Linked DNA regions of Mus musculus: all the other regions are linked to region 2. A link is a contact called in public Hi-C, HiChIP or PLAC-seq, Micro-C and promoter capture Hi-C data. All regions are on one chromosome and are shown on one strand. The core of a region is the stretch at or near the end of the contact, and the rest is flanking DNA. Distances in the headings are between cores, read along the strand shown. Region 1 overlaps Tnfrsf1b (tumor necrosis factor receptor superfamily, member 1b). Region 2 holds the start of Dhrs3 (dehydrogenase/reductase (SDR family) member 3). Region 3 holds the start of 1700012P22Rik (RIKEN cDNA 1700012P22 gene). Region 4 holds the start of Tnfrsf1b (tumor necrosis factor receptor superfamily, member 1b). Region 5 holds the start of Tnfrsf8 (tumor necrosis factor receptor superfamily, member 8). Region 6 has its middle 39 kb from the start of Tnfrsf8. Region 7 has its middle 35 kb from the start of Gm42346.

Region 1 (2,888 bases), core at 70-2,569, 320 kb before region 2:
GAGACACTGCAGAGCCATGAGAAGCCCTTGCCCCTTGGTGTGCCGGATATGGGCATGAAGCCCAGCCAAGCTGGCTGGTTTGATCAGATTGCAGTCAAAGTGGCCTGACCCCTGACAGGGGTAACACCCTGCAAAGGGACCCCCGAGACCCTGAACCCATGGAACTTCATGACTTTTGCTGGATCCATTTCCCTTAGTGGCTTCCAGAGCCCCAGTTGCAGGTCAAGTGAGGGCTGAGACAGCTAGAGTGGTCAAAAACTGCCATGGTGTTTTATGGGGGCAGTCCCAGGAAGTTGTTGCTCTTCCATGACCCCTCTGGATCTCCTGGGCTCTTGCCTGATTCTTGCTTCTGAGAGGCCCCAGTATTTTTTCCTTCTAAGGAGCTAACATCCTCTTCCATGAATAGCACAGCTCTTCAGCCTGAATGCTGACACTGCAGGGCGGTTCCAGCAAGTAGGAGCAAGTGGTGGCCTGGTAGGGCACAGAGGCCCTTCAGGTTAGTGCTAAACTCTTAGGAAGTACCCTCTCCAAGCCCACCGAAATTCTTTTGATGCAAGAATCAGAGGCCCCATCAGGCAGAGTTGCTCTGTTATAGGATGGTAGGGCTGTAACTCAGTGGTCCAGTGTGCTTTTAGCATGCCCTGGGTTTGATCCTCAGCAACACATGCAAAACGTAAGTAGACAGCAGACAGCAGACAGCACAGCCAGCCCCCTGTGTGGTTTGCAGCCTCTGCCTTTGACTTTTACTCTGGTGGGCACACAGAGGGCTGGAGCTCCTCCTCCTGACCTTCTAATGAGCCCTTCCAAGGCCACGCCTTCCTTCAGGGAATCTCAGGGACTGTAGAGTTCCCAGGCCCCTGCAGCCACCTGTCTCTTCCTACCTCAGCCTGGAGCACTCCCTCTAACTCCCCAACGGCTTGGTACTGTACTTGCTGTGACCCCAAGTGCATGTCCGGGTTAGGCACTGTGAGTTGGAACAGCTGATGACATCGGTTGAAAGGCCCACCCGGAAACAGCTGAAGCCAGCTCTTTTGCCAAAGGATTCATGCCGGTTTTCTAATCAACCTGCTCCCCTAGCATGCCTGGAAGGAAAGGGTTCAGGAGACTCCTCAAGAAGCAAGTTCAGTCTCAGGTGCTTGGATGCCATGCTCACCGATTCCACTGGATATGAACTTGGCAGAGGAGCCTAGTTGTTGCCATGGAGACTTAAAGAGCTCAGCACTCTGGAATCAAGATACTGGACACTTGGGGCCGACTTGTTAAGGCTCTGCAGCATCAGACTGTAGAGGGGAAGGAACACGTCTGCCCCCTGGTGGCCCGTCCTGGGATGACCTCGGGCCTCCTAGGCAACAAAAGAATGAATTGGAAAGGACTGTTCCTGGGTGTGGCCTCAGCTCCTGTGCTTGTGTGGATCCCTAAAGGGTGTGCTAAGGAGCAATTGCACTGTGTGCTGGACAGAATTCCTGCTTATAAATGCTTTTTGTTGTTGTTTTGTACACTGAGCCCTGGCTGAGCCACCCCACCCCACCTCCCATCCCACCTTTACAGCCACTCTTGCAGAGAACCTGGCTGTCTCCCACTTGTAGCCTGTGGATGCTGAGGAAACACCCAGCCAAGTAGACTCCAGGCTTGCCCCTATCTCCTGCTCTGAGTCTGGCCTCCTCATTGTGTTGTGGGAAGGAGACGGGTTCTGTCATCTCGGAAGCCCACACCGTGGATGTGAACAATGGCTGTACTAGCTTAGACCAGCTTAGGGCTCTGCAATCAGAGGAGGGGGAGCAGGGAACAATTTGAGTGCTGACCTATAACACATTCCTAAAGGATGGGCAGTCCAGAATCTCCCTCCTTCAGTGTGTGTGTGTGTGTGTGTGTGTGTGTGTGTGTGTGTGTGTCCATGTTTGCATGTATGTGTGTGCCAGTGTGTGGAGGCCAGAGGTTGGCTTTGGGTGTGTTTGATCACTCTCAGTTACTGAGGCAGGGCTCTCATCTGTACCCAGAGCTTGCACATTTTCTAGTCTAACTTGCTTCAGGGATCTCTGTCTGCCTATGGAGTGCTCAGGTTACAGGCAGGCTGCCATACCTGCCCGACATTTACATGAATACTAGAGATCTGAATTCTGGTCCTCACACTTGTATACCTGCATTTTATCCACTAAGACATCTCTCCAAGGGCTCCCCCTTCCTATTTAATAAGTTAGTTTTGAACTGGCAAGATGGCTCAGTGGGTAAGGCAGTTTGCGGACAAACCTGATGACCTGAGTTGGATCCCTGACCATAAGGTAGAAGAGACCTGATTCCTGCAAGTTGTCCTCTGACCACCACCCCATACATGCTTCTGCATATGTGCACACATCACATTCTTGCACACACACTCACATACCATAAATGTAATAAATTTTTTTAAATAAATTGATTTTATCTTTTAATCATTATTTTTGCTTATCTGTTTGTTCATACATGGAGTTTTGCTGTATACCCAGTCTGGCTGCATCCTCCAGGCACCTTGAACTTGGATATTCTCCTGCCTCAGTTTCGAGAGTGCTGAGTTATAGGCATGTGCAACCGTGTCAGGACCCTTGGCGTTACATTATGTTTTCGAATCTTATTTTTCCATCTAAGACTGACAACCACCTTGCCAAAGGATGACCTTGACTTTTGTATCCTCTTGCCTCTACTTCCCAAGTATTGGGATGACAAGTCTGTCCATCCTATGATTTGTGTGGTGCTGGGGCTTGAACCCAGGGGCCTCGTGAATGCTAGGCAAACGCAATCAGCTGCCCAACCCCGAACTTCACTTTTCACCTGTGATTTCTTAACATGGTTCCTGAGCAGACAGCATGATCCTGTTGCCTTGAGGAGCTCTGCTCGTTGCTTTGACAATGCTCTAT
Region 2 (3,142 bases), core at 382-2,881:
CAACAGTTTAAATTTCAAACTAATTCCCTAGTTTGTTCTTCGTCTTCGCGGGCCGGCTGGAGACAGACCGGCCTGCCGGCCTCAAATCCCTCTCCATTGCTCTTGCCACTGAGTGAGTCAGCCGGGTCTGCAGTTGCAAGTTGGGTGACAGCTGGCTCTCCCTCCAGTACTCTGCAACACCACGTCTCCAAAACCTGGAGCATGGGGAGCTGGTGTCACCCACATAATAAGAGGCAGTGGTCAGAGGGGCACAGTGCCACCTTCCAATCCAGCTGAGAAGGATCCCCTCCGATGAAGAGGGCGGGGGTGGGAATCAAGGTTGAAGGTGAGGACAAGGGCTCTCTTTATCAGCGGCTGGCTACCCCCTCACCCCTCTTTCAGAATTTTAAACACCTGGGCCTCCCAGTCTTTCAGCCGGACTAGACCATCCACGTCAACTCTCTCCTTTACAAATCTGAACCGAGCACCCTATCTCACGTCCCTGCCTAGCTGCAACCTCTCAGCTTGTTTGGGACTAGGCAGCGAGTTGCCAAGCAAAATACCAAGCGCAAGCTAGCAGGGGGTTTGGCTTCCAGCTCTACCTAGGGGCGCGCGCACACCCTGCGCTTGGCAGGGTGCGGGCAAAGAGAGAGAGAGGGCACTACACCTTAGAGAAAGAGTCATGCGGCAAAATGGGTGGGTATTCTAGGTATGGTAGTTGGTAGGGGTAAATAGCCAGCGAGATACCAATCCCAGGGGAGCCAAGCAACTCAGGGCCTGCCAAAACACAGTCCGGTGCCCGGGAAATCTATGAAGGATGAAACCGACTTGCTTCGCAGTCCCAGGTGATGCAAGGAGTGGGTGGCTTGAGACTTTCAGATCGTTGGCGCTGGTTTCCGCACCCGCAGCAGGTGGGAACACCCCCCACGACTGCCTCCCCCTCCCTGCGTGCCAGAGTCCCTTTACCCTCAGCGCCCACTCCAGGTGTCGCAGTGCCACCCCGCCCCCACGCCGTGTACCTTTCTGGCGCCACGCTCTGCGAACTCCCGAGCGAGGTGGCGTCCGATGCCTCTCCCACCGCCGGTGATGAGGACTGACTCCCGCGACAAGTCCCGAAGCTTGGGGGGCAACACCATTCCCACGGCTGCTTTGGTTACCAAATAGATCATTTGCAGAGGGAACACTACCAGCGCGCCCAGCCATTTCCACACCATCCTCCGCGCGGAGGAGCGGGGTACAGGGGGAGGTGGTAGGAGGCGGTGGACAAAACTCCCCGGACAGGAATTAAAAAAAGATAGAAAGAAAACTCCCCCAAACAATAATAAACTAAATAAGGAAAAGGAGGCGTCCCACCTGGTCACTCTTGAACTGATCTCCTTTCAGATGTAAAGGACAGGGCGAGGAAAAATGGGAGGAAAAAGAAAAAAAAAAGAAAAAGAAAAAAAAGATAAACTCTGCTCTGGCGGAGAGGTAAAAAGCGTCTCAGAAGATTGGGACGGTGAGAGGGGCTGTGGAGAGTCCAAGGGGTGGGAAGTTTTAACAAGAAGTTTCTTGCCCCAACAGCCGTTTCGGCTGGGAAATTCACAGGTAATGTTTACAGACCGACAGAAGAGTTTAGGCAAGGCCAGGGACGAAAAAAAAAAAAAAAAAAAGCACCAACCACAGCGCGCACACAGCTACAGTCCGCGGTTTCAAAGTGCAAGATTAACAAAACAAACAAACAAAAAAGCTGTTTCCCAATTGTAGCGCCCCCCTCCAACTTTCTCCAGAAAAAGAAAGGGGGGAAAAAACCACACACAAAAACACCACACACAAAACCTGGGGAGTGATTGCAGCTCCCAATTTCAGTCCGCGAAAGTCTCCCGACTCATTGCTATTCTTGGGCTCAGGAAATTGCTTAAACGCGATCTGATTGCCAGCACCGTGCAGGAGAAGTGGGGGGTCCGGGTGTCAGTTTCTTCTCGTGCACAGCTCGCCCTCGCGCGCGCCCGCTCTCTCCGGTTCCCTCCTCCCTCTCTTGCAGCCCGGGCTGGGAGTTGCCGCTCGGTGTGGCTCCCTCTCTTCCCCCCTCCCCTTTAGTATTTATTGCCTTCTTTTTTGTTCTTTCCAACTTGGTCGGGCCCGTACTGTGGAGCACTCGTGGATAGGACGCCCTAGTCTGCACCGCCCTATTACTTCGTCCGCGGGGCAGCTGCGGCGTGGACCGAAAGGGCGCCCCCTCCTTTTTTTTTTTTTTTTTTTTTTTAATACCCCATTAAGTCTGATTGACAGTTAAAGTTGTTGGGAGGCTTCACTATCGTGCCTCTGAGTGGCTGCGGCGACTTCCCCTCCCCCTGCGCCGTGGCGGGGCACGCGCCTAGGCGCGCACCCGGTCTCGCTGCGTCTCGCACTCCCCTGGGACTCGCTTCTCATTTCTGCAAGCTGGAACTTGCTGCCCTAGTCCCCGAGGGCTCGCAGCCGGAACTCGAACACGCTGCAACCAACTCTGGCAAGCCAGCTTGCTGTATCAGACCTGGCTCCCAGCCTGGGCCAGGTGACCACCCCTGAGCGGCCGGGCAAACCGAGGGGAAACTCGCGCATGCCTTGATGCTATTGGGTCGCCAAGGGTTCATTTCAGGTCACTTGGTCATTCTTCTGCCTCCAGGTAGGACCAGGAGGTTATGTTTCATCATTGCCTGATTCCCATTTTCCTTCAAAGAGTGTACATCCGAAGTTGTATTAACGTGAAGTCTCTCACGTTGAGGTAGAGGGACCCCTTGGGAGGCAGGATTTTGCTTTGGGAGAAAGGGGAGCAGGGCAAAGGACCTCTAACCCCAGGTGCCAATAAAATCCCCATAAGATTAGCTGGGAGCTTATTTATTGCTTATCTGGGCTAGAATTACCTTGACTGACAGCAATTTCCTTAATAACAGAAGCCTGTAAACAACACGTCTTCAAAGCTATGCCACTGTTCAGTTCATCCAGTGTCCCCTCTCTGGGTGCCCTTACCCCGCTGACCTTTTGGGCACCCACCTTGTAACCTCTTGCCCACCCCTTGTAAGAACGTCTCCCTGTTGGGAGGGCGGGACCCAGCTATTTAGACTTGCCTGTTGCGGGAAGTCTAGGAGGTGAGTCATGAGAAGCAGGCCCAGTTAAAAGTGCTGATGAGACTTGCCACCCGCCC
Region 3 (2,858 bases), core at 148-2,647, 450 kb after region 2:
TCAAGAAAGTGTCCAACTCACTCCAGTTGTAGAGAATGAGGAACACTCCTTCATTGCTGGTGGGGTTGCAAACTGGTACAACTACTCTGGAAATCAATCTTGTAATTCCTCAGAAAATTGGAAATACTTCCACCTGAAAATGCTGCTGTACCACTCCTGGGCATATACCCAAAAGATGCTCCACCAAATAACAAGGGCACATGCTCTACTATGTTCATAGTAGCCTTATTTGTAATATGCAGAAGCTGGAAATAACCCAGATAACCCTCAGCTAAAGAATGGCTACAGAAAATGTGGTTCATTTACACAATGAATTACTATTCAGATATTAAAAATGAGGACATTATAAATTTTGCAGGCCAATAGGTATAACTAGAAAATATCATCCTGAGTGAGGTATTCTAGACCCAAAAGGACATGCATGGTATATAGTCACTGAAAAGTGGATATCAGCCAAAAAGTTCAGAATATTCATGATACAACTCACAGACCATATAAAGCTTAACAAGGAGGAACACCCAAGTGTAGATGCTTCAATCCCTCTTAGCAGAGGCAACAAAATAATCATGGCAGGCAGAGGGAGAGAGGAACATGGGTGGGAGAGGGGAGGGGAGGAGCAGGAGCAAGTATGGAGAGAGATAGCAGAGAAGCCCAGGGGGCCAGGAGAATAAATGGAAATATACAGCAGTATAAGGTGGGGGCAGGGAGGAAGCTCTACAACGTCCCATAGACCTGGGATGTGAGAGGCTCCCAGGACCCAGTTGGAATGACCTTAGCCAAAATGGCCAACAGTGGCGAGATGGAACCTGAAGAGACCACCTCCAGTTAGGGGAAGGACTGAAGGAGCTGAAGGGCATTGCAAACTCACAGGAAGAACAATAGTATCAACTAACCCAGACCTCTCAGAGCTTCCAGAGAATAAGTCACCAACCAAAGAGCATGCATGGGCTAGTCTGTGGCCCCTGCCACATATGTAGCAGAGGACTGCCTTGTCTAGCCTCAGTGGGAGAGAATAGCTTAATTCTGTAAAAAATTTGATGCCCTAGAGAAGGGGAATGCTAGTGCGGGTGAGGTGGGGGGTGGGTGGCTGGTTGGGAGAGCACCCTCTCAGAAGCAAAGTAGAGGGAAAATGGGAGAGTAGATGCAGGGAGGGGAAGCCAGGGAGGAGAGCAACATCTAGAATGTAAATAAATAATAAAAAATAAGATTTCAGCAAGAGTGGTGGCCCTCTTGGCATAACAACAGAGACCTGAACTTTCACTACTGTTTTCATCATGGTGGCTTTTCATTTTGGACTGTGCTTGTGGGGCCAGCTTTGCTCCCCCAGAACCAACTGCTTCTGCCCAGAGTCTGTCACCATGGAGACAGTCAACAGAAGAGAATCCAAGATCACATCACTCTCCCCAGAGGAATGTGAGCTCTCTGGCTTTGTTTTGAATTTCCTAAGTTTGACAGTGTCACCTACCTATTCATGAGGGGTAGATGAGGAGATGAATAATCTAACAACCTCCTAACATCTCTCTCACCCCTGAATCTGCTAAGGCAGAGGGACGCAGGACAGATCATGGCCATGCTTTCAACCTCAGTGGTTCCTGAGGCATTTTCTACTCCAGGCTGGCAGATTGAAAAGAAGTATTCAACGAAAGTGCTCCTTGGAAACTGGGTAGAAGAAAGAGGAAAGGTAAGGAGGAAGAGCCAGTGGGAAAACAGCTCAGAGAAAGCCATTGCTATTCTGAAATGTGAGGTATGTTTGGTGTGAGGTAGTGCGTGGTTCAGCTTAAGACTCTGGTGTAAGGTAGGGCCTTCGTCCTCTACATAGGAAAGACGCATTCAAGCAATAATTAAGGTCCCTCTTTATGCCCGAAAGACACCATAGCAGATGTAGTAATACAGTTGGAACTCTAACAGTTGTCACTGGGGAATTTCAAAGTACCAAGAGATCCCCAATTCCTTTGTACTTTAAAATTTTATTATTGTTTATTTATTTGTTTATTTCGTTTTCTAAAATTGTCTCTACGTATACCCTCACTGTCTTTGAACTCACTATGTAGACTAGGCTGATCTTGAACTCACAGAGTTCCTGTCTCTGCCTCCTGAGTTCTTAAAGGCATGTGCCACCAGCTTTATAGTTCTTTAAAGTTCTTTTTTAAACCTGGCTGGACACAAGGCTTAGTGGGTAAGAGCACTTACTGCTGTGGCAGGGGACGGTTTAAAGCTTGGTTTCCAGTCCCCACAGCAGCTCACACACAACTCCAGGGGATCCAATGTCTTCTTCTGGCTTCCTCATGTTGTATTATCATGGTACACTTATTTACATGTACAAATTATATATATATATATATATATATATATATATATATAGTCTGTGATCACATGCATGTGTGCACTTGCATGCAGATGCCTGCAGAAGCCATAAGAGGGAATCCTGTCCATTGGAACTGGAGCTACAGACAGTTATGAACAGTCCACTGTGGGTGATGGAAACCAAAGTTTGTCCTCTGCAAGAGCAGTAAGCACTTTTAACCCTGGGTCATTATTTGCACTTCTATTTGAAGAATTTCTACACTTTGCAGCCTGGCCCTTCTCTGTTCATAGCACCTACTGAAGGAGGCATAGATAGCACTCCCTGCAGTGAGGTTAATTGGCTATGTTGCTGCTCACTGCACTAATTCCACAAGCCCTCCTGCCCATGTTCACTGTTAACTCGCAAAACAGGACAGGCTCTTGGTGTTGGCTTCCACTGCATGGGATGCTTGAAACTGAACGTTTACCATTTTGGCCAGCAAAAAGGAACCACTTAGAGTTTTACCTGGACTGAACCTGGGTTGTTCAATTGGCACAGTGCGTGTGAAACATGC
Region 4 (2,908 bases), core at 131-2,630, 350 kb before region 2:
AGAACCATGAAACGAAGTCACCCCGTTCTCTTCAAAGTGTATGACATGTGTGATGCTGAACCGCAGAATACAGACTAAGTTAGGAACCAGCCTATGGTCTCCCACATGTGATTCTTGGTGGCATTGTTACCTGCCTGGAGAGAATGAGTAAATTGGACCCACTGGGCAGAATCCAGGGCAGACCACTGAATCTTGCTTCTGACAGGTGACACTGGCTTTCAGCTTTCTCAGATAGACCAGAGCACCTCCTCCACATGTCTTCCACAGGAGGCTTAAAGACCAGAACCCTCCCTGCCTGCTCAGTGGCTACCCCTCTTCAGGGTTGAGGTTTTGAGCTGAGACCTATGTCTCAGAAACATGTGAGAACCAGGTGATTTCCCAGGCTCCTGACCAGCAGGTGGGATTTTCCATCCTCCCAAGGGTCACTTCCCAGTTTCTCCCCCAGCACCTAAAAGTACCGTCCTTGAGGTGGCCCTCACAAGGGCCAGTGGCTGCGGGTCTCTCAGTATCTCAATCAGCCTACAGTAAGAGTGTATGTGTCCATGAGGAGGGACAGAATAGTTGCCTGCCTCCCTACCCACCCTACCTCTCCAAATACTCCATATTCAGGGCTGTAGGGATATGCACTGTCCTTGGGAGCTTGCTGATGAGGTCAGTTCTAGGAAGCAAGACTTTCTGGATGGTTTTCTTCCTCGATTTCTGTTTACCTATCAGCCAAGAGAACTCAGAAAAAGAGGACTGCTCTTACTTAGGGTTCCAAGTATGTTTAAGGAAAAAATGAAACATATTAAAAAGAGCTATACCTATGCAATGCTGCTTATACTATGCCTGTACACTCCGAGTAAGCAGACATATGCTGCACATTATAGGAGCCATATTATATAGCTCATATTAATAAGCTCCATGAGAAGATGCAAACATTCATGTGGAGTTAGCCTGGCTCTAGAGTCTAAATGAGTGAATTATCTAGAAGGCTTTGGTTCTCCTGAGCGGTGCCAACTTTGGGACTGCTTTCCCCCCATGTCCTACCACGAAGAGTAGGAAGTCCATGAGATCTGGGACGGGCTGATGGTGACAAATTAGCTGGGGGAGGCCCAATCAGGGCACCCAGTCACGAATATAGTGGACACCTGCGCCAGTCTCTTCCCCACCACTGGAAGGGTGTCTCGAAGAGGAAGGAGTGATAGAAGCGCATTCATTCCCGGAAGAGATGCTGGAGAAAGAGGCCCAGAGATGCCAGGGAATCACAGGTGGAGGTGTCCTGCGAGGGGCGAGGACTCTGTGTAAAGAGGCGTGTCCTCAGGGCGCGGCCCCGCCCATTCCCGCCCTCCCCCCACCCCCTGGTCTGCCCTAGCTCCTGGCCTGAGGGTTTCGCTTTCAGTCACCAGCTAGAGCGCAGCTGAGGCACTAGAGCTCCAGGCACAAGGGCGGGAGCCACCGCTGCCCCTATGGCGCCCGCCGCCCTCTGGGTCGCGCTGGTCTTCGAACTGCAGCTGTGGGCCACCGGGCACACAGTGCCCGCCCAGGTGGGTGACTCTTGGGGTCACGGGGGACAGCTGCGCATCACAAAGTGCCCATTCCAGCTACTGCTACTGCACAATTCCGGGACAGCATGAGAGGCCATCACGTCCCCAGCAGACACGCGCCACGCGCCTCTGGGGACCCACTGGGGACCCGAGGTCTGGCCCGTTGGGATCCTGGGGTGGTACTCGGTTCCCGACAGCCTTATGTTCCAGAAATACCCAGTGGCTTTCTCCGCGAGCTTGATCAGGGCTCGAATAACACCCAGCAGGGCTCAGGAACACTGTTCATCCTTGCGAAATCCCTTCTGTCCCGCGGTCTCGAGGCGGGAAGGACCAGGGCCACTGCCCCATTGCTTGAGCGGGTTGTGTCGTCTGAAGACTTCCTTCTCTGCGCCATGGTCTGTCTCTTTCTTAGAAACCCTGGGATTACTAGATGTTGGCGGGGCCAGGAGTCTAAGTAAGCGCCTAGTATAAGAGACCGATGGGGAGTGAGTCACTTCTCTGTCACTAGATTGCTTCCATGGATCCGCCTTGCTGTGTTCAGGGGACGTTTCAGAATGTTCTCAGTGTAGTGGCAGAGAGGGCAGCTACCCCAAGGAACCTCGGGAAAATGGACCGATTAAAGATCCCAGTATCCGGTATTCACATTGCCCCCCTCCCCCCCCCTTCCTGCCTCCATTGATCGAAGACAGGGTAAAAAAAGGCAGATTACAGGTACGGAAAAATGAGGAGGCTCAGAGAAATTACCTTTTTTGAAGGATTTAAAGGGAGCTTGCTGCACTGACATGCCTTTGCTTGGTTCCATGTATGCTCTCTGCCTCCTGAGCCCACCTTGATGGACAGGGTGTGCTTACCTGACTGCAGGGGAGTAGAGTGGAAGGTGGCTTCTGTTGCGTCCGGAGGTGATATTCAATGGTCCTGGGATGCAAAGGAATGGACTCATCCTTGGTGGGTGTAGGTCCTCAGGGAGGTGTCAAGGATGGACTCTGGGTCAGGACAGTCCCAGTTCTGAGGGCGGAGTGTGAATGTGCATGGTTGTGGTCAGGAGCCTGAGTGGGGATTGTGCTCTGAGCTCCAAGGAAGGATAGGTCTTTGGGCACTGAGCTGGGGTCTGTCCCTGGGGACAGACAGAGCACAGGAGCTTCTGTACCGGATGGGACACGCAAGGCTTTGTGGGATCCACAGTGGTTTGGCTGAAGGTGTTTCCCTCAGACTTCCTTCCATACCTGACCAGTCCCAGGTCAGCTTAGACCTTCTACTACTGTTGCGTGGACTCTTAGCTAGTCTGCCTGTGTTCTAACTCCCACAAATCCTCCTTTGACAGAGAGACCTTGCTCAAGCCCAGACACCTCTATCTGGGAAGCCTTTGTAGCTCCTAGTGGTGG
Region 5 (3,220 bases), core at 530-3,029, 420 kb before region 2:
GGCCCAGAAGACTAACAAAGGCTGCTTTCATTTGCATGCCTTTGGTTACTAGGAAGGTTGGACTTTCACAATGTGTGTTTTTTATTTGGTTCAAGCTGGTGCAAGCTATTTGGATGCTACATCCGTGAGTGTCTTACCTGCACCAGTTCATTGTGAACACCTGCTGCATTTTGGGAAGCATGGGCTCCAGGTTCCTCTGCCCCTTCCTGACCCTGTGATTATTCGAAGCTGGATCTTTCATCATCAGGGAGGGGAGGGTCTGGAGTGGCTCTATGGAAGTGGCACATTAGGGGTGGATTTTCCAGGTAGGATGTGGACCTCAAAGAGGCCTATGTGTGAAATGGAAAGTTCGTAGGGACTTTGGAAAATCCTGGTAGGAAGTGGCAGCTGGTGCCCTGTGGGAATCTCTAACAACACTGAAAGCTAGACTAAAATGTGGAAGCCAAAAGGCCCTTGCATCATTCTGGGCTTGAAAGAAGCCACTCTCCCATCTTTAGAGCACATAGGTAGCATGCCTGTTTTCTCGGTGTTGGTTTCTATGTTTGAAAACAAAGCAATACCAGACAAAAGCAGTGAGCACCTGCTAGTCAGTGCTCAGCAGTGACCATGTGCTGCCAGTACTCACAGAAGCAATCAGGAGAGCCTGGAGTCCGAGGAGCCCCACATTCGAACAGCAGCTTGGGGAATAGAATAAGGCAGACTTCAGGTGAGGCTCCAGGGTGCCAGCTATATCCACCAGGCAAAAAAGGGCAGGGATACCTGTGGATTGATTAACATATGCCCTAGTCTTCACATAGTTCGTTCACTGGTCAGTCCACCCACCTGCCTACCCATGCTCCATGCAGGCATCCACTAATCCATCTATTGCTTTATGCATCCATTTCCCCTTTACCCCATATCCATTCATTCCCTCATCTCATCAGTCCTCCCATCATCTACCTACTCATCCATCTACCCATCCATCCATATATCCATTACCTAATCTCTTCATTCATTCCCCAACCCTCCCACTCACTTAACCATTCACAGATATCTTTTCATCCATCCACCCATCCCTTCATTCTGTGACCCTCTCATCCATTTACCATCCGTCCACTTCATCACTCATTTGTTCTCTATTCACCTACCCCATCTGCCCATCCATCCTTCCTTGCTTCCATCCATCCATCCATCCATCCATCCATCCATCCATATTCCAATCCACGTGTTCTCTTTCCACTCATCCATCAATTCATCCATCCCCTCATCCATTTATGCATTTGTTCTCATCTTCCTCACCCATCTACCCATCCATCCATTCCCTCATCCTCCCACCCACACTTCCATCCATTTGTTCTCTATTCGCCCATTCATTCCCCGTGCAGGGCTGGCTTTACTTTACAGCAAATGTTACAATGAAGAAGTGCTCATTTTTCTCGAAACTCTCCTCACTCTGTCCCTTCCAAAGAATCCTGATGATGTGGGCTTAGAATCTCACCCTTCCTGGGGGTGGGGAATGGGGCTAGAGGCCTCAGGATTCTGTACCTCTCAGACTCCTGAGTCCTGTACCTTTAGAGCTGAGCCGGCTTCCCGGTTCCTCTTCAAATCCGGGGCGGATCATTCAAAACGCAGGGGAGCCCCCTGCGTGCGTGCGCTGTGGCTAGCCCTGAGTCATCTCTGCACGTGGTGGCCCCTTCTCTCTTAGGCTTCACAGGCAGGCAGATCGCTGCATCACAGGTGGTAAGAGGGTGGGGGAGGGAAGGATTAGGGCTGAACCCGAAGAAGGGTTAGGAAGGCGCAGTCACATTAGAAGTGATTTCACCGCGGGAGAGTCAGGGTGCCGGCAGGTGGCCAGGCGCTGGAGACTCGGGAAGCCAAGATGAGCGCCCTACTCACCGCAGCGGGGTTGCTGTTCCTGGGGATGCTTCAAGCCTTCCCAACGGTAAGGGAATGACAGTAGCCCCGGACACTGTGCGAGAGCAGTGGCTAGAGTAAAGGAGGACAAGGCAACCTCTCACCTTATTCCCCAACTCAAACTAGAGTGAGGGGGCACAGGAGGCAACTAAAATATGCAAGCATCCACAGGTGGGTGGATAACTGAAGAGTAAAGTTAGAGCTTCTCTCGTCACAAACGCAGGTAGTCGATAGTTGGGAGCAGTTTGCTCCTTCATTATCCGTGAGTTGAACCCGGAGCAAGAGAAAGCTGTTCCTTTCCTGTTCTGTTACTGCTGCCCCAGAGGGGGTCCTGGATAGAGAAACTTGAGTATGCCCTTGTTTTGCCAGAGGATGATAACGGGTTGTTTGTGCATCCGTAGGCTGGAAGGGCTGAGGAAAGAGAGGAGGGGGTGAATGAGAGCAAAGGTGGGGGTCTGGCCAGCTGGTGATGTGGGCTGGGTGCCCTGGAGCAAGCACATGGTGGATATTTGTCCCAGGAGCAAGTCAGTGCTGTCTCTGGTTCTATAGTTGAAAGCCCCAGAAATAAGTCTGGTCAATGAGTTAGGAAAACTGAACAATTCCTAGGGGCCAATGCCACACTAGGCATTAGTGTGTGGGAAGGAGACAGGACTTTGAAGAGCCACTCAGATAATCTTCTTTACGGAACCTAAGGTCTACATGGAAGAAAAAAGTGCATGGCTGAATGGTAGCTGGGGGAGGGAGACAAGGGACAGCAGCAGGCTTGCTGGACATGAGGTGTCTCTGCTAGAGAGGTGTGAAGACAAGGGAGGAGAGAGGGCAGGAGAGAGATGGTAGGAAGGTGTCCCTTTCATCTCCAGTGGGCAGTGTGACACCTGCCCTGCAGAGGGCAGAAGTGAGCAGAGGAGCCGTCCTACCCTACCTCACCCCCATGCCCGAAGCCCTCATTCGGGGAAGGTAAGAGTTTGGAGCAACAAGGACCCTGGAAGATGAAGGAAAAAGTAGGATGTGAAAGTGGGGAGGTTTGGTTTCTTTTCTCCTACTAAGTCGAAACATTTTTTGATCAGGGCATGGCACATTCTTACATGAGTATGTAGGTTTAAGGACAACTCTGGGAGTTGGTTCTCTCCTTTGACCCTGTGGGTTCCAGGAATAGAACTCAGGTCATCAGGTTTGGCAGCTAGTGCCTTTACCCACAGAACCATCTCACAGGCCTGTGAAAACATGTTTTACAATTAAAGCCGTGTACTTACTACTACCTGGAATGTGTGAAAATGCCCCCAAACAAAAAAGTATAAATGCTATGATAGAGCTAATTGTTTTATAC
Region 6 (3,101 bases), core at 37-2,536, 460 kb before region 2:
CTTTGCCCTCCACGGCACTGTCTGCTGGGCTAGGACATCCTGGTGGTGCCAACGTCCTGAAAATGCGGTTTGATAAAGTTCCAGTACTTGAATGACCTAGACTGACCCTTCACTGCCCTTGGTGAGAATTTGCTACCCATCTTTTGCTTATAGTTGTATTTCTCACTGTTAAAGGCTTATCTCTGAAAGCTAGAGCTGGGATGACAAAAAGGTGATGCAAACAAGAATGAAATTAAAGTTTCCCGGGGTGGGGGGTGAGGGTGGGGGGAGACACGCAGAAAATTGAGTCTTTCTTAGAATTTATTACTTAGATATGGATTTAGATCACTAATAGATGTTATTAGTAAGCATGAGAGAGAAGATTTGAGAAAAGTTATTACAGAAGAAAAAACTCAGGGAAATTCTAGAAGCCGAAAAACTAATTAAATCACCAGGTTCTTATGTTTAGCTTCAGAAATAAGGAACTAGTATGAATAGAAAGAGATTGTGATCAGACAGTTAATGACAAGCCTTGATGCCTTCCTGGAGGCAAAAGCAAGCAGTTTTAGGAATCCTGATGTTCTTCTGTTCTTTATAGAACTGTAATAAAGATAGGAACCATATTGAAACAAGGGTTCATGACAGAGACACAGAGGAAAATTTTGACTTAGTGAATTGCCGGTCTTCCTGAGTAGACTTGTCAGATCAGAACTTTTCTGATATTACAGAAAAACAAAGAACAGGCAGCCTTTCCTTAAGCAAGGGGTTGCAAAGTGTTTTAAGAATTAAAAAAAGGATGGTGGTATTATGCCAACTATAAAAGAAATATAGAGGAAGGAAAGGAAGGATTAAACAAGGGTCAGAGAGGTTGAACTTTTGTAGAAAGCCAAGCTTGATACAACAGGTAATAGGAAATAACTTTTGTTACATTAATTCTATGCCAAACTGAAACAATAAAATTCAAATCAGTAATCCTGCCTAGACTTTAGAAAAACTGAAAGGCCTTAGAACACCAATCTTAAGAAAGAAAATACTAAGTTAAAAGAAATTTGATTTTATCATAATGTTAATTTTTAGTTCTCCTAAAATTGCTGTTTGCTTGCTTTATTCCTCTTTCAATATTCGTATGTAATCAAGAAAAACTTTAGATGTAAATGTATTTTGGAAAGCTGTTTAATCAATGAATAAAGCTTCTGAGGAAATAATTGTATATATAAAATCTGTGAGAGACACAGGTTACCAGAGTACATCAAGCCATGCTGAGTGCACTTCCTCTCGGTCCTGTCTCTCATGAAATGAAACTGAAACATGAAACCCTCATCTGATTATTCCCTTGCACTCTGGCATCCACCTGTTTCAAGCCCTGCCCATACAGGGGGCTGGTCCTCAACAACATCCTCCATTTAAAGTCTGAGGAAAACTCTGTCCCCAAGAGGCTGAACGTCTGGTCCTCTGTGCCCTGTGGAGCAGTGACAGCACTTGTCAGCCACAAGCCCATCCCTCCTGGTAGGGTACAGGGTGTATCCCAACCTAGGGTTGGGAAGTGTCTAGGTGTGACAGATCCTATCAAGATGGGGAGCCCAGGCTCTGACAAAGTGTCCCTGCAACTTTGACATTCCTTGACACTTGCTCCAGTCTGGCCAGGAAGGAGGCCATCCCTCCAAGGTGCAGCTGTTACTGTGTCCCATTACCAAAGGCCCCGTAATATTTTCCTATTTATCTGTTTCCTCGTAGTCTCCCAAGACCTCGCTATTCTCCTTCCAGGCTTTTCACGCACAGGACTGATGTGGTCATAGCCTCAGCTGGCCCAGCTCTGTCCCTCCCACTGGAAGCCCTGTGGACTGACTATCCAGAAGGTGACAGTATACTACCAGTGCCATCAGCCTCCTCTGAGGAGAAGCCCCTGAAAGCTGGAAGGGGACAAGATGGAGTTAGCTGAGCTGGCTCTCCTCATTTGGCCCCTCTGACTCCTGAGGTCTTTAAAGTGGGAATTCCAGGGCAGAGGGGAAGGAGTGTTCTGAATAGTGTGCTAATAAAACTCAGGGCCCTACACTTCCTGTTTCCATGTAAGCCTCTGTTTTCTGATAGTCCTCTTGATGTCCAGGTATCCTGACCTCATTTGGTCTCACTTTGCCTAAGGAAGACACTGGCTACCTGGCAGTACACACCCATCCCTGGGAGTATGGATTTTTTGTGTATTCTCTACCGTACGATCTCACAAAGCCCAGGCTGTTCTGGAACTTAAAATGTAGCCAAGGCTGTCCTTGAACTTCTGATCCTTCTGCCTCTACCTCCTAAGTATGGAATATGGCTATGTGCCACTATGTCCTGCTCAGGATACTAGCCTTATCTGTAGCTCTCAGATCTAGATAGATGGCTATCCACCAAACAGATGGGTGTTTGGGTCTCCAAAGCAGACTAGACCAAAGTCAGATGTTAAAGTATCTCAGGCCTGGGGAGATGGCTCAATGGATAAGAATTCTAGCCATGTAAGTTTGAGGATCTGAGTTCAAATCCCCAGGACCCATGTAAAAGCCAGGTGCAGAGCAAGTGTTCAAAATCCTATGGGGAAGGTGAGAGATGGAGATAGAGAAATCCCAAAGGCTGATGGGCAAGGTAACCTGGCATACACTTTGGAAGAACAAGAAATCCCCTACATCAAAATGGAAGAATGGACCCACATCCTATGTGGTCTTCTGACCTTCATATGTATGCCATGGCATGTATGTACCTGTGTCAACACACATATAGGTGTCTCGGCAAGGGACTCATTGAAAAATGAGCTCTCCCCTTGATCTCTCCAGGATCCTCTTGAGGTCCCTGGGCATGCTCATTTCTGAGTCCAGGTCTAGAAAATGGGTGACCTACAACCCTAGGAATGATAAACTGAGAAACTGACAGCCAAGTACACATCAGAAATAGGACTGATAGGTGTTAGGGGATGATATATTAATATTTAATAAATAAATTCCTGCGGGGGTGGGTCACTACCTGCCTCAATCGTTTATGTTCCCAAATGAAACAGCCTTTATATTTTAATATGCCCTATGCAGCAAAATAGCTGAACAGCTTCCTAGCCTCCATGCTGCTAGAATCTACCTCTCACTGATAATTCTGACTTA
Region 7 (3,019 bases), core at 8-2,507, 480 kb before region 2:
ATTTGAAATGTAAATGAAGAAAATATCTAATAAAAAATTAAAGAAAATAATAATTATGCACGGAGCTGTTCCCAGGTAGCCTTGATGGACTTCAAATATATATATATCATATATATATCATATATATATGATATATATATATATCATTGTAGGACAGATTAGTCCATATTTTGTTTAAACAGCATTTATTTTATTTCCTATTCTTTTCTTTTGTAGAAGCCAGTGTTGAACTTGACATCCTGATCCTCCTGCCTCACTCTCTCCATTGCTGGGATTACAGGTTTGGGTATATGCCACTGTACTAGATTACTTGTAGTGTGTGTGTGTGTGTGTTTGTTTTCCTGTCTCTTATGAGTTCTTTATGAAACATGCATTGCAACATTATTTATTCTAAAACAAGTATTCTGTGATGTTTTAAGAATTCACATTTTGGTTTAACCTAAGGTTCTCCTCTGCCTGACATTTGTCTTGTGCCACGTGCTCTGGTTGAGTCAGCTTGACAAGCCGAGAGGCTTGAAAGCTACTCTCGAGGCAAAAGAGTTTCACGGAAACTCGCTCCTGGAGTCTGGCGTGCTCTCTAAATTTTCCATTCCCGAGTTAGTCTAGTGGATGGATCCACGTGCTCTCTTTATTATAAGTGCCTTTTAAGATTAAATTCTGACATAGCTAAAGCCTTCTGCCAGTGTTCCAACAGTCTTAGAACGTCCTTGAGCTAGACAGTGACATTCAGAATAGCCTCTGGTATTACACTATCAATAAAAGCCAAGTCACTCCCATATACAGGAATTTACAATGGTTTAGGAAGTAGATCGGGCTGTGGTTTTAGAGTATTGCATTATTCATGAGATGGTTAGCTAGAACGGAACTCCCTAGTTAGAACCATGACTTGGGTGTGAAAGCCCTTGCCCTAAGAGAGTAAAGACCTCACACCTGGCTTCTAAGACTATAGCTGAGTTACACCCATACGCACGTTTTTATAATGGCCTAAGGGGAAGGTGGACTATACAATAGACTAAAATAGGAACTATGGCAAGGGCATGAAGCCCTTGACCCTGGCTTCTAAGATTAAGCGAATCTTAGGAGGAGCCCTTTTTGATCCCAGTTGTTAACAATGAATTCTATCCCAGGTGGTTCCTGTTAGACCTTCTGTGTTTGCATTCCTGTTTTATGTAAGAATCCAGTAACCTCTTTGTACCTTGCTGGTGTGTCACCCAACTTCCTTATTATCTTCTGCATAAAAAGTCTGATGCTCGATTTGACATTACATTCAGATCTAATACAGACTCTCCTGTGTGCGTCTGTTTGTCACTCATCCGAAGCTTAGCCCACCCGCGACGAGAGACCCGTTCCACGCAGACAAAGGGGCCCAGAGGGCCTGCAGCAGTCTTGCTCTGTGCATTTCAGCCTAAATAGGGAGAGCACATAGTGGTTTCAGAAATGCTCCTCCCAATATTGTGATCTTGAGTATATTGTGTGACATTCAGAGCTGCCTTTCATCATCTACATCAATGACAGTGAAAGTTAAAGGAGACATTGCAGTCTCTGTTTAGAATTACAACCGCACGACTGGCTATTGAGCACTAATTCACTTCACCTTTCTATGGCCACAGCCACCCAGAGTTCTGCAGATTTTACTCCTGTAGTGTCTAAAGTGTTTGTCCTCATGATCCCCTGGGTAGGTCCTGAGCTGGAGTCTCTGTCCAGCATCAAGAATGAGAAATGAAGCCAGAAATGGTGTAGCATACATAGGAGGATCTCTTGAGTTTGAGGCCAACCTGATCTACAGAGCAAATTCCAGGACAATCAGGATTTCAGAGAAACCTTGACCCAGACATCTCATGGCTGGTGACTCTCTCTCCTTCTGAAGCATGGTGAACCTTCTTTCCTCCTCCTGCATCTCTCACCCTACCTATGGGAACCTAGAAGTCCCACCTTTTCTGCCCAGACATTGGTTGCTAGCATCCTTATTGATTGATCAAAAATCAATTGGGAAACAGGAACTTCTGTGTTCACAAGCACATTCCCTTAGAAAGCATCAGAACTACTCCCTCCAGAGAAGAGTGATGAGCACAGCTTGAACTGTACCCCCACACCCCCACAAGTATGTCCAAGGTCTAAACTTCACAGCACATGACTGTATCTGGAGGCCAAGTGTTTAGGATGGTATGAAGATAAAGGGATGGCTCTATTCCAGTAACATTGCTATCTTTTAAACAGGGAACTTTGGCAATGTACAAGCACCAGGAGATTATGTGGGAATGTGTGAGAGGGTGGCTATCTGGAAGGAGAGAGACCTTCAGAAACCAGACCACCAGTACCTGACATTGGACTTCAGCCTCCAAATCTTGGAGCAGTTAGATTTTACTTGTGTAAACATGCCAGTATCTAGTGTTGGGCCATATAGCCCAGGCAGACCAATGGAAGCTACTCCAGGCCCACTGCCCCTGGTGTGAACTGCTTGAGAATAGATCTACTTTCATGTTCAGGATGAGACATCTTGGCTGAGGAACAAATTCAAATACATGATTCTTGTGTGTTTTGTACACATGCATCTGTGGAGGAAAGGTTCTAAAACACATTCCAATAAGGTGGCTCTTCTGGTAAAAGTGCTTGCTGCACAATACTGGTGGTCTGAATTTGGTCCCTTTGAACCTCTTAATTGAAGGAGAGAGCCAAGTCCTGCAAGTTACCCTCTGACCTCCAAATTCATGCCATATACCCATACAACCAGAATGATAAAGGATAGATAGATAGATAGATAGATAGATAGATAGATAGATAGATAGATAGATATAGATAGATAGATAATGGATGGATAGATAGACAGACATGTGATAGGCAGGCAGATAGAAGATAGTCATGGCAAAAGCAACTTAAGCAGGGCTTTGTTTAGGACAGGTTCCTGGTTCCACAGGGATACAGCCCTGCCTGGCATGGTGACAAGAGCATGAATGTGAATGGTCACATTGTGTCTGCAGCAAAGAAGCAGGGAGAGATATATGATGGTGCTCAGCTTACT

The links. Promoter capture Hi-C pulls out the DNA fragments that hold promoters and counts their contacts. A called contact is a pair of places that touch in the nucleus more often than the background predicts. HiChIP or PLAC-seq counts read pairs in DNA pulled down with a chosen protein or histone mark.
Region 1: a Micro-C map of embryonic stem cells shows a contact between it and region 2, with 3 times the contacts expected there. The contact joins the enhancer-like site here to the promoter of Dhrs3 in region 2. A contact is called at or near these places in 19 of 39 promoter capture datasets (the C10 cell line, HPC-7-derived erythroid cells, cranial neural crest and 12 more), 3 of 15 datasets of contacts at CTCF or cohesin (the NIH/3T3 cell line, large pre-B cells and pro-B cells), 16 of 484 Hi-C or Micro-C datasets (B cells, the P5424 cell line, cortical neurons and 11 more), 33 of 115 datasets of contacts at active chromatin or transcription factors (DN3 thymocytes, the HPC-7 cell line, the NIH/3T3 cell line and 20 more) and 3 of 9 other capture datasets (adipose tissue, embryonic stem cells and macrophages).
Region 3: an H3K4me3 HiChIP or PLAC-seq map of stem cell-derived neural progenitor cells shows a contact between it and region 2, with 4 times the contacts expected there. The contact joins the promoter of 1700012P22Rik here to the promoter of Dhrs3 in region 2. A contact is called at or near these places in 5 of 39 promoter capture datasets (cranial neural crest, embryonic stem cells, hematopoietic stem and progenitor cells and 1 more), 1 of 15 datasets of contacts at CTCF or cohesin (large pre-B cells), 2 of 484 Hi-C or Micro-C datasets (the AML12 cell line and embryonic stem cells), 3 of 115 datasets of contacts at active chromatin or transcription factors (embryonic stem cells and stem cell-derived neural progenitor cells) and 1 of 9 other capture datasets (embryonic stem cells).
Region 4: a promoter capture Hi-C map of pre-B cells shows a contact between it and region 2. The contact joins the promoter of Tnfrsf1b here to the promoter of Dhrs3 in region 2. A contact is called at or near these places in 14 of 39 promoter capture datasets (the C10 cell line, the HPC-7 cell line, cranial neural crest and 8 more), 3 of 484 Hi-C or Micro-C datasets (bone marrow-derived macrophages, embryonic stem cells and natural killer cells), 16 of 115 datasets of contacts at active chromatin or transcription factors (the 230-238 cell line, the NIH/3T3 cell line, bone marrow-derived dendritic cells and 9 more) and 4 of 9 other capture datasets (adipose tissue, embryonic stem cells, liver and 1 more).
Region 5: a contact with region 2 is called in an H3K27ac HiChIP or PLAC-seq map of T-cell acute lymphoblastic leukemia, with 4 times the contacts expected there. The contact joins the promoter of Tnfrsf8 here to the promoter of Dhrs3 in region 2. A contact is called at or near these places in 18 of 39 promoter capture datasets (the 3T3-L1 cell line, the C10 cell line, the HPC-7 cell line and 12 more), 11 of 484 Hi-C or Micro-C datasets (CD4 T cells, CD8 T cells, LSK cells and 3 more), 22 of 115 datasets of contacts at active chromatin or transcription factors (the 230-238 cell line, CD8 T cells, T-cell acute lymphoblastic leukemia and 10 more) and 3 of 9 other capture datasets (adipose tissue, liver and macrophages).
Region 6: a Hi-C map of regulatory T cells shows a contact between it and region 2, with 6 times the contacts expected there. The contact joins the enhancer-like site here to the promoter of Dhrs3 in region 2. A contact is called at or near these places in 6 of 39 promoter capture datasets (the 3T3-L1 cell line, the C10 cell line, cranial neural crest and 3 more), 1 of 484 Hi-C or Micro-C datasets (regulatory T cells), 4 of 115 datasets of contacts at active chromatin or transcription factors (Th17 cells, embryonic stem cells, large pre-B cells and 1 more) and 1 of 9 other capture datasets (embryonic stem cells).
Region 7: a contact with region 2 is called in a promoter capture Hi-C map of embryonic stem cells, with 2.8 times the contacts expected there. The contact joins the enhancer-like site here to the promoter of Dhrs3 in region 2. A contact is called at or near these places in 4 of 39 promoter capture datasets (the C10 cell line, embryonic stem cells, hippocampal neurons and 1 more) and 3 of 115 datasets of contacts at active chromatin or transcription factors (embryonic stem cells and large pre-B cells).

What each region holds. Positions count from the first base shown.
Region 1 is chr4:145,213,007-145,215,894 of GRCm38.p6, reverse strand. Tnfrsf1b (tumor necrosis factor receptor superfamily, member 1b) reads left to right here. Exons shown (of 10, transcript NM_011610.3): 10 at 1-2,888. The coding sequence ends at 108. Among named protein-coding and RNA genes, the nearest start is that of Vps13d, 19 kb to the right of the region's middle. Within about 2 kb of position 1,319, at least 70 of the 459 cell types and tissues checked have an H3K27ac peak or open chromatin away from gene starts, as enhancers often do. A contact at or near this core is called in T-cell acute lymphoblastic leukemia, adipose tissue, bone marrow-derived macrophages and 8 more, where this site is marked.
Region 2 is chr4:144,891,566-144,894,707 of GRCm38.p6, reverse strand. It overlaps Dhrs3 (dehydrogenase/reductase (SDR family) member 3), which reads right to left and starts at 1,631. Exons shown (of 6, transcript NM_011303.7): 1 at 999-1,631. The coding sequence starts at 1,193. It also overlaps a transcript of Vps13d not described here.
Region 3 is chr4:144,437,311-144,440,168 of GRCm38.p6, reverse strand. 1700012P22Rik (RIKEN cDNA 1700012P22 gene) reads left to right here and starts at 1,397. Exons shown (of 4, transcript NM_027056.1): 1 at 1,397-1,681. The coding sequence starts at 1,565.
Region 4 is chr4:145,245,342-145,248,249 of GRCm38.p6, reverse strand. It overlaps Tnfrsf1b (tumor necrosis factor receptor superfamily, member 1b), which reads left to right and starts at 1,380. Exons shown (of 10, transcript NM_011610.3): 1 at 1,380-1,526. The coding sequence starts at 1,449.
Region 5 is chr4:145,313,723-145,316,942 of GRCm38.p6, reverse strand. It overlaps Tnfrsf8 (tumor necrosis factor receptor superfamily, member 8), which reads left to right and starts at 1,779. Exons shown (of 13, transcript NM_009401.3): 1 at 1,779-1,921. The coding sequence starts at 1,859.
Region 6 is chr4:145,352,261-145,355,361 of GRCm38.p6, reverse strand. No RefSeq gene overlaps it. Among named protein-coding and RNA genes, the nearest start is that of Tnfrsf8, 39 kb to the right of the region's middle. Within about 2 kb of position 1,286, at least 37 of the 459 cell types and tissues checked have an H3K27ac peak or open chromatin away from gene starts, as enhancers often do. A contact at or near this core is called in Th17 cells and regulatory T cells, where this site is marked.
Region 7 is chr4:145,375,864-145,378,882 of GRCm38.p6, reverse strand. No RefSeq gene overlaps it. Among named protein-coding and RNA genes, the nearest start is that of Gm42346, 35 kb to the left of the region's middle. Within about 2 kb of position 1,257, at least 8 of the 459 cell types and tissues checked have an H3K27ac peak or open chromatin away from gene starts, as enhancers often do. A contact at or near this core is called in embryonic stem cells, where this site is marked.